2 separate regions of the Gossypium arboreum genome follow, and region 2 is linked to region 1. A link is a contact called in public Hi-C data. All regions are on one chromosome and are shown on one strand. Each heading gives the region's core, a stretch centred on a gene start, on an enhancer-like site or on the middle of the called end of the contact. The rest is flanking DNA. Distances are from core to core; before and after follow the strand shown. Region 1 holds the start of LOC108456386 (E3 ubiquitin-protein ligase MPSR1-like). Region 2 holds the start of LOC108453988 (structural maintenance of chromosomes protein 4).

Region 1 (5,291 bases), core at 2,045-4,544:
AATCAATTTAGTCCTATACATGTTATTATCTCTATGTTATTTTACGTATATTTTCTTTCAAGTTTATATGTATATATATGCACACTCATTATTTTAATAGATTCTTTATCTAAAATACTTTTTGCTTTATGATTTATCAAATATTCTCTTTATATATATATGCTAAATTATTTTTAGAAACTTCATTCTTCTTGTAATTATTAAAATCATTATTTTTTTAGTATATCCTCATATTATATTACTTATGTGTTTTATTATAGTCTATTATTTAAATGTTTTAATATAAGGGCATGTGTAGTTTTGAGACTAACTTAAAATTTATATTATTAATCTCTTGATTTCTTTCCAATAAACTTACACGTATATAAGTTTTATAAATCTATTTTGTGTATTATATCTCATCACGTATTTTATCATCCTTTCATATTATATGTTATCCAAGTTATCATATGCTTTGTCAATTTTCGAATAAATTCGCTTTTTAAAATGTTTTGCACATGACTCGATTCAAAATTGTATTTTATAATATCCATTTCAATAAGTATATATATAAAATTTTATTTTTATGCAAATTTGTCAACTCATACATTATGTGTTTTAAAAATATTCATTCTACAATATATATATTTTGAGGATTGCATGTGTATATTAAGCTTGTCATTGTTTTACAATAATCTTATACCATGTTGCTTCTTTGGATTGCATTTTATTTTATGCCTCTAATAATTTTATTATTATGTCATGTATGCCGTCGTTGTATTTTATTTATTCATTATTGCCATGTTAATCGGTCTCCATGCGTAATTGAAATTGAGTTATATTTTCAAGTCGGTTATACTTAGTCGCTTAGGTGTTTGTTAGTCGATTAAGTAAATTGTATTGCCTCCGCTTTCCTATTGTCACGTTTTATGCATGCATATATCACCTCATATCATCGTTTTCCACGTGACTTTTGAAATGTGGTTTTATGAAATCTCAATTCTTAAAGTCGACTCCATGTTATTTCAAGTAAGATTAACACATTTTAAACTAATTCTATACTTATTCTTTTTAAGAATTCTTTAAAACGAAGACGAGATTCGATATTTGGCAATTCGCGAAATAGTGCCCTAACGTGTTGGGTTGCAATTTCGCATTTGCTCAAAATAATCGAATATTACTTCAAAATTTCACTCATGTCTTCTAAAAACTTTTTAAAACGAAAGGCAATATTCGGCATTTGACAATTCGAGAATCATGCTCTATTGTGCTGGGTTATGATTTCTCGTTTGCTCAAAACAATCGAACATTCCTTTATATTCTCACTCATGTTTATAAAAAATATTTAAAAATGAAGGCGATGTTCGATATTTGGCGATTTGAGAATCGAGCCCTATCGTGCTGGGTTGCGCTTTTTCATTTGTCCAAAACAATCGAATATTTCCTCAGAATTTCACACATATTTTATAAAGTAAGGCAATGGTCAATGTTTGGAAATTCGAGGAATCGTACCTTACCGTGCTGGGTTTCGATTTTTCGTTGGACTAAATAGTTGAGCATCCTTCTGTAATCCTCGAATTGTAAATTTTCGGGCGTCAAAACAAGAAGATTTTTGACAATCAACTCGGGTTACTCAAACGTTATAAAAGGAACCACATTTTAAAAACTTTTAATTTAGACACAAGGACAATATTTAATCGATTTGGTACCAATTTTGGGCGTAATGAGGGTGCTAATCCTTCCTCATGTGTAACCGACTCCCGAACCTATTTTCTCAAAAATTCGTAGACCAAAATCTTTGTTTTAGCAAACTAAAAATGTTATGACTTTATTCTTAGGTGGTCCGATCACACCAAAACAAAGATCAGTGGCGACTCCATATTTTCATTTTTCAAAAAGTCGATTTCACCATTTTTCATTAAAATTAAAAATTTTAAATCGAGGGATGATTTCGACATCATAAATGACGGTTGGGTGAGATTCTTTGTGCCACTTGACCCTGAGAAGTCCTCTTAAGGAGTTTCTCTAACAAGTTTAACTAATAACTGTTCACGAGAAGTGATACTTAAAGAGTTGTCAAAAAGTATTCTCAAAGTTTGGGGTATAACACCCCCAGGTGGTTTAATTAAGGGGATGCCCACAAAAAGTAATGCCCAAATATTTCTAGGAAAATCATAAAACTCAAAATAATTTAAAAAAAAAAGTTGTAAAAAATACAAATCAATCATACTTTGCTCTACTTCTTTCATTTCAATCCACTATGATTATGAATGTTCGAGAATTTGGTTCAAATGGTTGAATGGAATTAAATATTGATATGAAATTTTTCTAATATATATATATTTTAATATAGGATATATTGAGAAGTTGACGCTGTCATGACTATCAATGTATCAATATTAAGTGAGATGATGAAATACAAATTAAGTAGCAACTAGATTAAAAAAAAATTCAATTATCAAATATATACTTTTAGATAAGTTAAGAAAGTACAGTAAATAAATTATTGAATAAATTCTTTTACTTATTTACAATTTAGTCGGTTAAAAAATATTTCTTTAGGTACGATTCAGGAAAAAAGTATGTGTCAATTGCTATCCGTGTTTTGATTGGAAGGCGTATCATCCGTGTTGCAATTGGAATACCCATCATCATCAACTTGACCCGAATCAGGTTGACGGAAAGCCCGACCCGAACCCATCATGCTAGCCAAGCTAGCAAAAGCAAAAACCGACTGCAAAAATTCCAAACCATTGATCTCCCCACCCTCCATTCTTCGCCGGCCACCATTACCCTCACCACCTCCTATTTCAGCCGTCTCAGGCGGCATCAAGAATCGACAAACCGGGCATAACCCATGGATCAACAACCACTTCTCAATACAACCCGAATGAAACACATGCTTACATGGCATCTCCCTTCCTTCTTCTTCAACTTCAAAATCTTCCAAACAAATACAACAATCTTTGCCACTCTCTTTCACTTTTATCCTCGGCATTGCTTCTATGGAAGCTTTGGAAGCTGGCGCCGGCCTAAGTTTATTTTCGCTGACGACTCCTACGCCGCCGATCTGGAAAACTACGTAAACGACAGGACTAGGCTGTTGGCTCTGGGTAGGAGCTTCCGCCATACTTGGAAAATCAGAGAAGCTTAAAGAATCTCTAAGAAGAAGAAAGAGAAAACTTTGAATTGAAAAAAAAAATGTGGAGAAAGAGAAGATTTTTATAAAAGGAATCCAAAAGCCTGGAAAGTTCGGGATTCCAGGATGTTTGATGATTTCGTTTGAAATTACGTAAAATATATTCTAGAAGTTTCTATTTTATTCATGTATTTTCTCTTATTTTTGAATAATTTATCAACTTAAATAAAAAATTTAAATAATTTAGTCATCAAATTATAACTCTTTTAATTAAGTGACTAAGACAAAAATTATCTAAAGTTTAATGCTTAATGGTATAGTTTACTCAAAAAATTATATTTAATCTTTATACTTTAATTTGATCAATTTTAATTTTTAAATATTTTAAAATTTAAAATTTTAGTCTTAACCCAAATAAGAATAATTAATCTATTTGGTTAATATTATCAAATATCATTTTTAAATAAAATAAATAATTAAAAATATATTTCATATTAAATACAATCATTCGTACATCACACGAGAATCTAGTTGTCCTCTATATCCATATAAAATTATCCATTCATTATACTTTAAAATTTAATTAATTATAGTTTTATATTAGTCGACAATAGATATTCCGATTAGGTTACAAAAATACCTTAAAATTTTTGAATTGCTTATTATCAATTGTAATATTCTAATTATCAAAATAATAAATGTAAATTCACATAATATTATTTTACATTAATTATATAAAATAAATATATTATTTACTAAATTTTGAAAAATAAATACAGTAAAAATGACATTATGGGACTAACTACGAATCCTGGCAATGTTGGATACAATACATGCACAACAAAAAAAAAGAGAGCAAAAAAATAGGAATAGAACATTAATACAACATTTGAAAACGAGACCCAAAATTTGTGGTAAAAAGGTGATAAGAGGGTTCATTCAGATCAAACAGAGCTCTCACCACTGATATTTGGCTGCAACAAGCACTTCCTCATACTTCTCAGCTGCATTGTCCCAGCTCAAATCTTGCTTCATTCCCCGTATTTGTAACCCTTCCCAACTTGTTTTATACTGCCGATACGTTAACAAACAGTTACCTAATGCATGTATCAACTTGCCTGCATCCGCACTGTCAAATGTCCACCCGACCCCCGACTCTTCAAATGGATTGAATTGCTGCACTGTATCTCTCAGTCCACCGACTGCATGGACAACTGGTATTGTTCCATAGTTCATCGCATATAGTTGGTTTAGACCACAAGGTTCAAATCTTGATGGCATGAGTAAAATATCAGCCCCGGCTGTTATACGGTGAGCTGTCTTTACAGAAAACCCTACCCATCCTCTTACTTTGTCACGATGTTCGTTTTCGAACTGTCTAAGCATCTGTTCTAGGTCAGGTCTGCCGGTGCCTAACATGACTAATTGCACATCTTGGCCTATCATCCAGGGAATTGCCTCGGCAATTAGATCAACACCTTTTTGTTGATCTAGTCTCCCAATAAAGCCAAGCAGTGGGACATCTTCGCGAACTGGCAACCCGAGCTCCTTTTGTAGCGCGGCCTTGCATTTAGGTTTACCGGTTTGCAGTGTTTCCAAGGAGTAGTTAGTATAACCATCGGATTTGAGGTGAATATCGTATTGTGGATTCCATTCCTTTGTATCGATTCCATTGACTATTCCCCTCAATTTCCAATCATTTTCATTTATGATCCCGTGCAAACCCCAACCACCATCTGCAGTTTTAAGCTCCCAAGAATATCCACGGCTAACGGTGACTACTCGGTCAGCCGTCTTTAGTCCGGCCGCAAAGATATTGAAGTGATCACCTCCAATCGGATCATATAACTTGAAAAGGTCCATATAGTGTTCTGGTAGATCGACATAGCTGAAATCCTCCACAGGCCCCCGACCCTGGATTCAAATAATCAAACATACTTGTGTTGGATGTATACGCAAATACAACACAAACCCAAGCCCAAGGAACATAGCTCGAATCTTTCCACTTTTTGGTTATTAATCATGCATTCCGATGCAAAAATGTTTAGAGATAAAAAAGTGAATACGCTTGGGAATCAGTTTCATTTTCATGAAATGCAAAGCAAAAATACCAATGATCCGAATCTGTTTTCACTATAAAAGAATGCATCGAGAGAATCCTCAAAAGGACAAA
Region 2 (5,291 bases), core at 1,345-3,844, 250 kb after region 1:
AAACGTTTTCCCGTAATTCTACCATTTTCAAATTGGTATCTTCATGGGCCAATTTTGCAGCTTTCTCTTGCCATTTCAAGAGAGAAAGCTCTTTCAACATGTACGCTTCTGCCTCATTCTTAACATCCTATTGCACAGAAAATATAACAGTTCAAGTACATATATTATAGATGATACCAATTTAAAAAAAGGGGAAAATAGCATCATTAACAAACCTCCAAGCTATCTCTTTCTTTCTCTGCTAATTTAACCATTTGCACAACACCTGATCGTTTTTCATTGAGACTTTCTAACCTGGAAGCAAAAAGGGAAACAACATAAAATAGTGTTAAGACATATACAAGTCTAGAAGACAGTTACTAGTAATCTATTCACTATGGTGGACTGTCTTGATAGCTACTAGCAAACAAGGTGATAAAAAACAAGTTAAAAGGTCTCGAGTACTAGTGTCAAAAATAGCAAAACATTCTGTGTACACAGGAAAAATACTCACTCCTTAGATGATTCGTCAATCTTTTCAACATATTTGTTTGTTCCTATTATGTCCTCCAAATATTCAAGGAAACCTTCATCATGAGGCCCTTGTGCTTTTGGCTTCATGAGCGAAATTTGCTCAACCTCACCCTGATAATAACTATTAAAACATGAATAAAAGTAGAACAAGAACTTGAAATTTCTAAATATTAAACCTTTTGAATATACTGAACCTGAAGAATAAGAAACCGATTGTTGTCAAGATCAACTCCTTTCCCTTTCAGTTTCTTTGTAACTTCTGTAAAGTTACTAGCACGGTTATTGATGTAATATTTGGATGAGTTATCCCGAAATGCAACCCGGGAAATAACAAATTCACTTCCTGGAACAGCTTCATATGTCCCGTCATCCTGCAGTCAGTAGAGAGTTAGTTCCAAAGTAGCACCACCTTAAGATTCTTAAATTCCATGATATTGGGACATAAAACAGTGAAATTGAATGGTTTAAAACTCAAGGGTTTTGCAGATTAAGCGCCTAGAAAAAAATTGCAGCATTTAGCTTCCCAAAACCTCTGTTTATAACCACTCGGTCACTAGGTGAAAAGCCTACACCCAAAATCAAGAAAAACAAAATGAAAAAGACTCACCAGATCAATAATCTCCTGAAAATGAACAGAAACACCAGCACTATCAAGATTTTGATGATTAGTTGAATTGTGAATAAGCTCAGAAACTTTATTAAGCCGCATCTGCACAATTAGATCAGCAAAATCAAGCACGAAAGGATATAGAAAAAGGGAAATCTTCAAAAAGTACTGCCAGGTATATGATTAGAAGTACCATTGTAGCTACATAGGAACAAAAAAGAAGATAAATACCCAAATAATAGAATTTTGCTAATAAAAACTACCTGCTTTGCTCTCTTCCCAAATACAAAAAGCATGGCATCTATCACATTGCTTTTACCACTTCCATTTGGCCCAACCACAGCAGAAAAGCTCTAAATTTCATCGAAACAAGAAAAGAAATCGGGGGGAACAGAGAGAAAGAGTTTAAACTTTATAGTTAGTGGAAGAAATATTAAATTCCTAAGATGAAAAGTAAAATTTGAGGACAAAATGATATCTTTTTAGCCTACTCAATAGTACAGTGAACAAACTTAAAGAAACTAAGACTTGAAATACGAAAGATAATTATTTGAAAAAGTCATAATTTGAGTTAAATTTTTGAACTTGTCATATAGACTAGCAACTTGCCACTCAATTTTCCACCTCTTTCTCGCAACCAAAAGAAGGGAACACTAAGAACAGAAAAAATAAATTATCTCAAATTCAATTCGTGCAATTATCATATCATTTTACATTTTTTTTCTTGGCAACCAAGCAGGAGTTAGACTACTAACAAACAAACTAAAAGCTTACTTTCTACATCTAACTATTAAAAAAAAAAAAAAAAAGGTAATCGAAAATATAAATTTTTGAAATGTTCATCAATCTGGAATTTTCTTTCTCGATTTCCAGTGCTTTCTCAGTAACCAAAAGGAAACCGTTAAAATTACAACAAAAAGGAGAAAAAAAAAAGAAAGCTATTCGAGTTGAAGTCATGTAATTTTTAATTTCCTTCTCAGTTCTTCATTTTCTCAAAAGAAAAAAAAACGAAATAATGAACTAATAACGAAAGGAAAAGCTAATCCAAGTTGAGTCCGTGGAATTATTACATAAATTTTGCAATTTTCCTTCTCAATTTCCAAACTTTCCTAGAAACCAAAAAAAAATATCAAAATTAAACGATAAAAGAAAATATAACCTTGTGAAAGGGACCGACGCGCTGTTCACCGGCATAAGACTTGAAGTTCCTCATCACCATCTCGTTAATTACTAACCTCGGTCCTCGAGATCCCACTTGGGCCTGCTCTGGTTCGCGAGTCGCGAACTCATCCTTCGTTTCCACCCCCATACGGAAATGAGCGGCTGCTGAGTCAACTCGCTGCTGTTGAATCGGTTTGAGACTTCGAGACGATTTGATGGAATAAACAAGTAAAAGGAAGATGAAAAAGTTTAATAAGTATTTGAGCGAAATTTCAAAAGGGATATTTTAGCGGGAATTTGAAATGAAAAAAACATAAATGGGCCTTCGTTCGGCCCTTTTGACCATTAATAAGCTTCTGAAACTTGCACATTGCAAAAATAAAACACACATCGTTTATGTTTTTTTAAGGCATAATGACAATTTTAGTTCTTACTGTTTACTCATTTTCTCACTTTAGTCCTAATTTTTTTTATGGATCGCTTTGGTTCTCAACCTTCAAATTTTAGTCAAATTACTTCTTGTTAAATAGAAAAGCTCACTGAAAATTAAGATTTTAATAGCCCTAGCGTTGTAACGCGTGTGGCAATTCACGTGTACTTCATTGTTGATGTGGTTATATTTTAAAAAATGAACCTTTTATAATTTGTTGAATTTTTAAAAAATATTTTTTTATAAAGTATACATGGACTATCATGTGAGTCGTCATATAGTGCCATTAAAATTGGTGACTAAAATAACAAAATAAGTAAACATTAAGAACTAAATTAGTGAACAAAGTCCAACACTAGTCGAAGTATCATGGCTAGTTTTCTTAGCCAATTGGATTCCCAAACAATATATTGGCAAAAAAAAAAAAAAAAGGTAAATACTTTTGGTCATGTATGTCATCAATTTGTTAAGTTATAATCATTGGCCCATTAAATAGCATTATCGATATAACAGTAAATTGAAGTATCGCATTAATATCATCATTTTCATATGAAAATTTCAAGTTACATTATACAACTAATCCCTATACTTTTTTTTTTAACAATTTAATTCTTTTTCTTTTAACTTTGTCTTTTGTTTTCTTTTCCTCTTTCATTTTTCTTCCTCTTTCTTTATCCTCTTTTCTCCTTTTTTTTTTCTTTTCTTTTCATGAAAGTTTGCATGATAAAACAATATTATGATTGAGATAGAAATCACATTCATTTGAAATGAGGTCATATGGTATTCATCTACGACTTAGTTATATATTAAGAAGGCATAAATATTTATTTGGCTCTTTAATTTTATAAAAAAATTAATTTAGTCTTTTATTTAATTTTTCGTCTCTTTTAACCTTTAAATCTATGTTATTTGTCAAATCACTCTAAAATAGATAAAAAATTAATATTTGTCAAATTTTTTGACGTGGTATACACGTAGATTGCCATGTAGATGCCGTGTTAGTAATAAATTAAATTTTTAAATTTTAAGAAATTCAAAAAATTATTAAAATTATTTTTAAAAGTATAAAATTATAAAAATTTAAAATTAATTAATTGCCAAAATGTCATAAACATGATATATATGGGCTATCATGTGGATTCGTCATCAGTTAACAAAAATTAACTTTTTCATCCATTTTGAGATGATTTAGCAAATAATACAAATTCAAAGTTTAAAATTGATACATGAAATAAGTTTTTATGCCTGCAAGAATTGTTAACATTATGTTTTTGTTTTTTTTTCAACCCAACAAAAGGTGCTTATATTATTATGAAAGAAGCACCAAGCAAGTACCCTCAAAATGCTAGCATGTCACAATTACCAAAAAAAAAGGGTAAAGTGCATGCTTTTAAAGAAAAATGACAACAATTTGTAGTTTTTTTTTTTTAATAAAATCTGGGACTTTGTATTAAAAATGGGCCCCGGCATGAAATTCATTACAATAGCAAAAGAAGAAAAAATAACTTAAAACCTACAAACAGGACTTGTTATTCCTACTAAAACATATACCTAAACCAAGCCCAAACCCAAATTTTCCTAAGCCCACCAGGCCCTATTTTGATACCCCGTATGCCAAGCATCGTTATCTGAGATAGCCCCCATCGCTTTCAAAATCTTAATTACTTTTTATCATTTTTGAGGCTCTCCTTTTGATTACCTGCACTGTCTCTAGAAGCTTTCTGCCAGACTTTTAATATGCCCTGTTCCCCCATTTCTCCTGTTTCCGCTCTTATCTGCGAAAATTTCCTTCAAATGCTTCTTGGTGCTTCATTTTCTCAACTGTTCCCCATGTCCGTCAGTTCTCTCGTCTCCTTCCGACACTGTCAAACTCCTCACATCTTCCTCCAGTGCTAACATGGCCTACCTCGGTAGTCGATGTCCCAGGTTAGTATTCCTACTCTCAACCGCTCCTCTTACAAGTTCATTAGCAACCCCATTACCAAATTTAGATATTTTTTGAAAGCGGCACTCTTCAAATCCTTTGCTTAATAGTTGTTTATCCTGTATGTACGAACGTAGTACTGATCGATCCTCTTTTAATGCCTTCACTCATCGAATAACACTGAGTGCATCTCCTTCGATGACTACCCGTCGGAGTCCCATTTCTAACCCCGCCTGAACTGGCTGTAGACAGGCTATTGCCTCTTTTCGAAAGGTATAAGTAGTCTCTCATTAAATATCATTTTGGCACCCAAGTTTTCTCCTTTTGAGTTCCTATAGATTATACATGTTCCTGACTGCTTCCTTTGTTTGTTGTAAGTCCCATCAAAGTTTTTTTTGGTTATTTGTAGTTAGTAGAAGTAATTATATAAAATTAATGTTGGTTTATAATCTAAAAAAGTTGGTACAACACATTCCAAGCATAGCAACAACTCATTAAATTCAACCAAAATATAATCTATATTACTATATAAGGCATTGAAACTTTCCTTCTTTTGAGCCTTATCTAAGTTTTTTTTTCTTTTCATTATAAATATAAAATGATTAAAATTCAATTTTGGTCTTTTTATTTAGATTATGTAAAATATTTAAATTTTA

Evidence for each region. Hi-C and Micro-C count contacts between places; a contact is called where the count stands out from the background.
Region 2: a Hi-C map of leaf shows a contact between it and region 1, with 2.6 times the contacts expected there. The contact joins the promoter of LOC108453988 here to the promoter of LOC108456386 in region 1. A contact is called at or near these places in 2 of 5 Hi-C or Micro-C datasets (both in leaf).

What each region holds. Positions count from the first base shown.
Region 1 is chr9:3,185,061-3,190,351 of ASM2569848v2, forward strand. LOC108456386 (E3 ubiquitin-protein ligase MPSR1-like) reads right to left here and starts at 3,295. Exons shown (of 1, transcript XM_017754979.2): 1 at 2,435-3,295. The coding sequence starts at 3,109. The coding sequence ends at 2,567. It overlaps LOC108457376 (granule-bound starch synthase 2, chloroplastic/amyloplastic-like), which reads right to left. Exons shown (of 8, transcript XM_017756399.2): 8 at 3,835-5,032. The coding sequence ends at 4,076.
Region 2 is chr9:3,432,289-3,437,579 of ASM2569848v2, forward strand. It overlaps LOC108453988 (structural maintenance of chromosomes protein 4), which reads right to left and starts at 2,595. Exons shown (of 28, transcript XM_017752262.2): 1 at 2,280-2,595; 2 at 1,384-1,473; 3 at 1,121-1,222; 4 at 708-884; 5 at 494-624; 6 at 216-294; 7 at 1-127. The coding sequence starts at 2,429. LOC108454483 (a long non-coding RNA gene) reads left to right here and starts at 4,359. Exons shown (of 3, transcript XR_008270658.1): 1 at 4,359-4,908.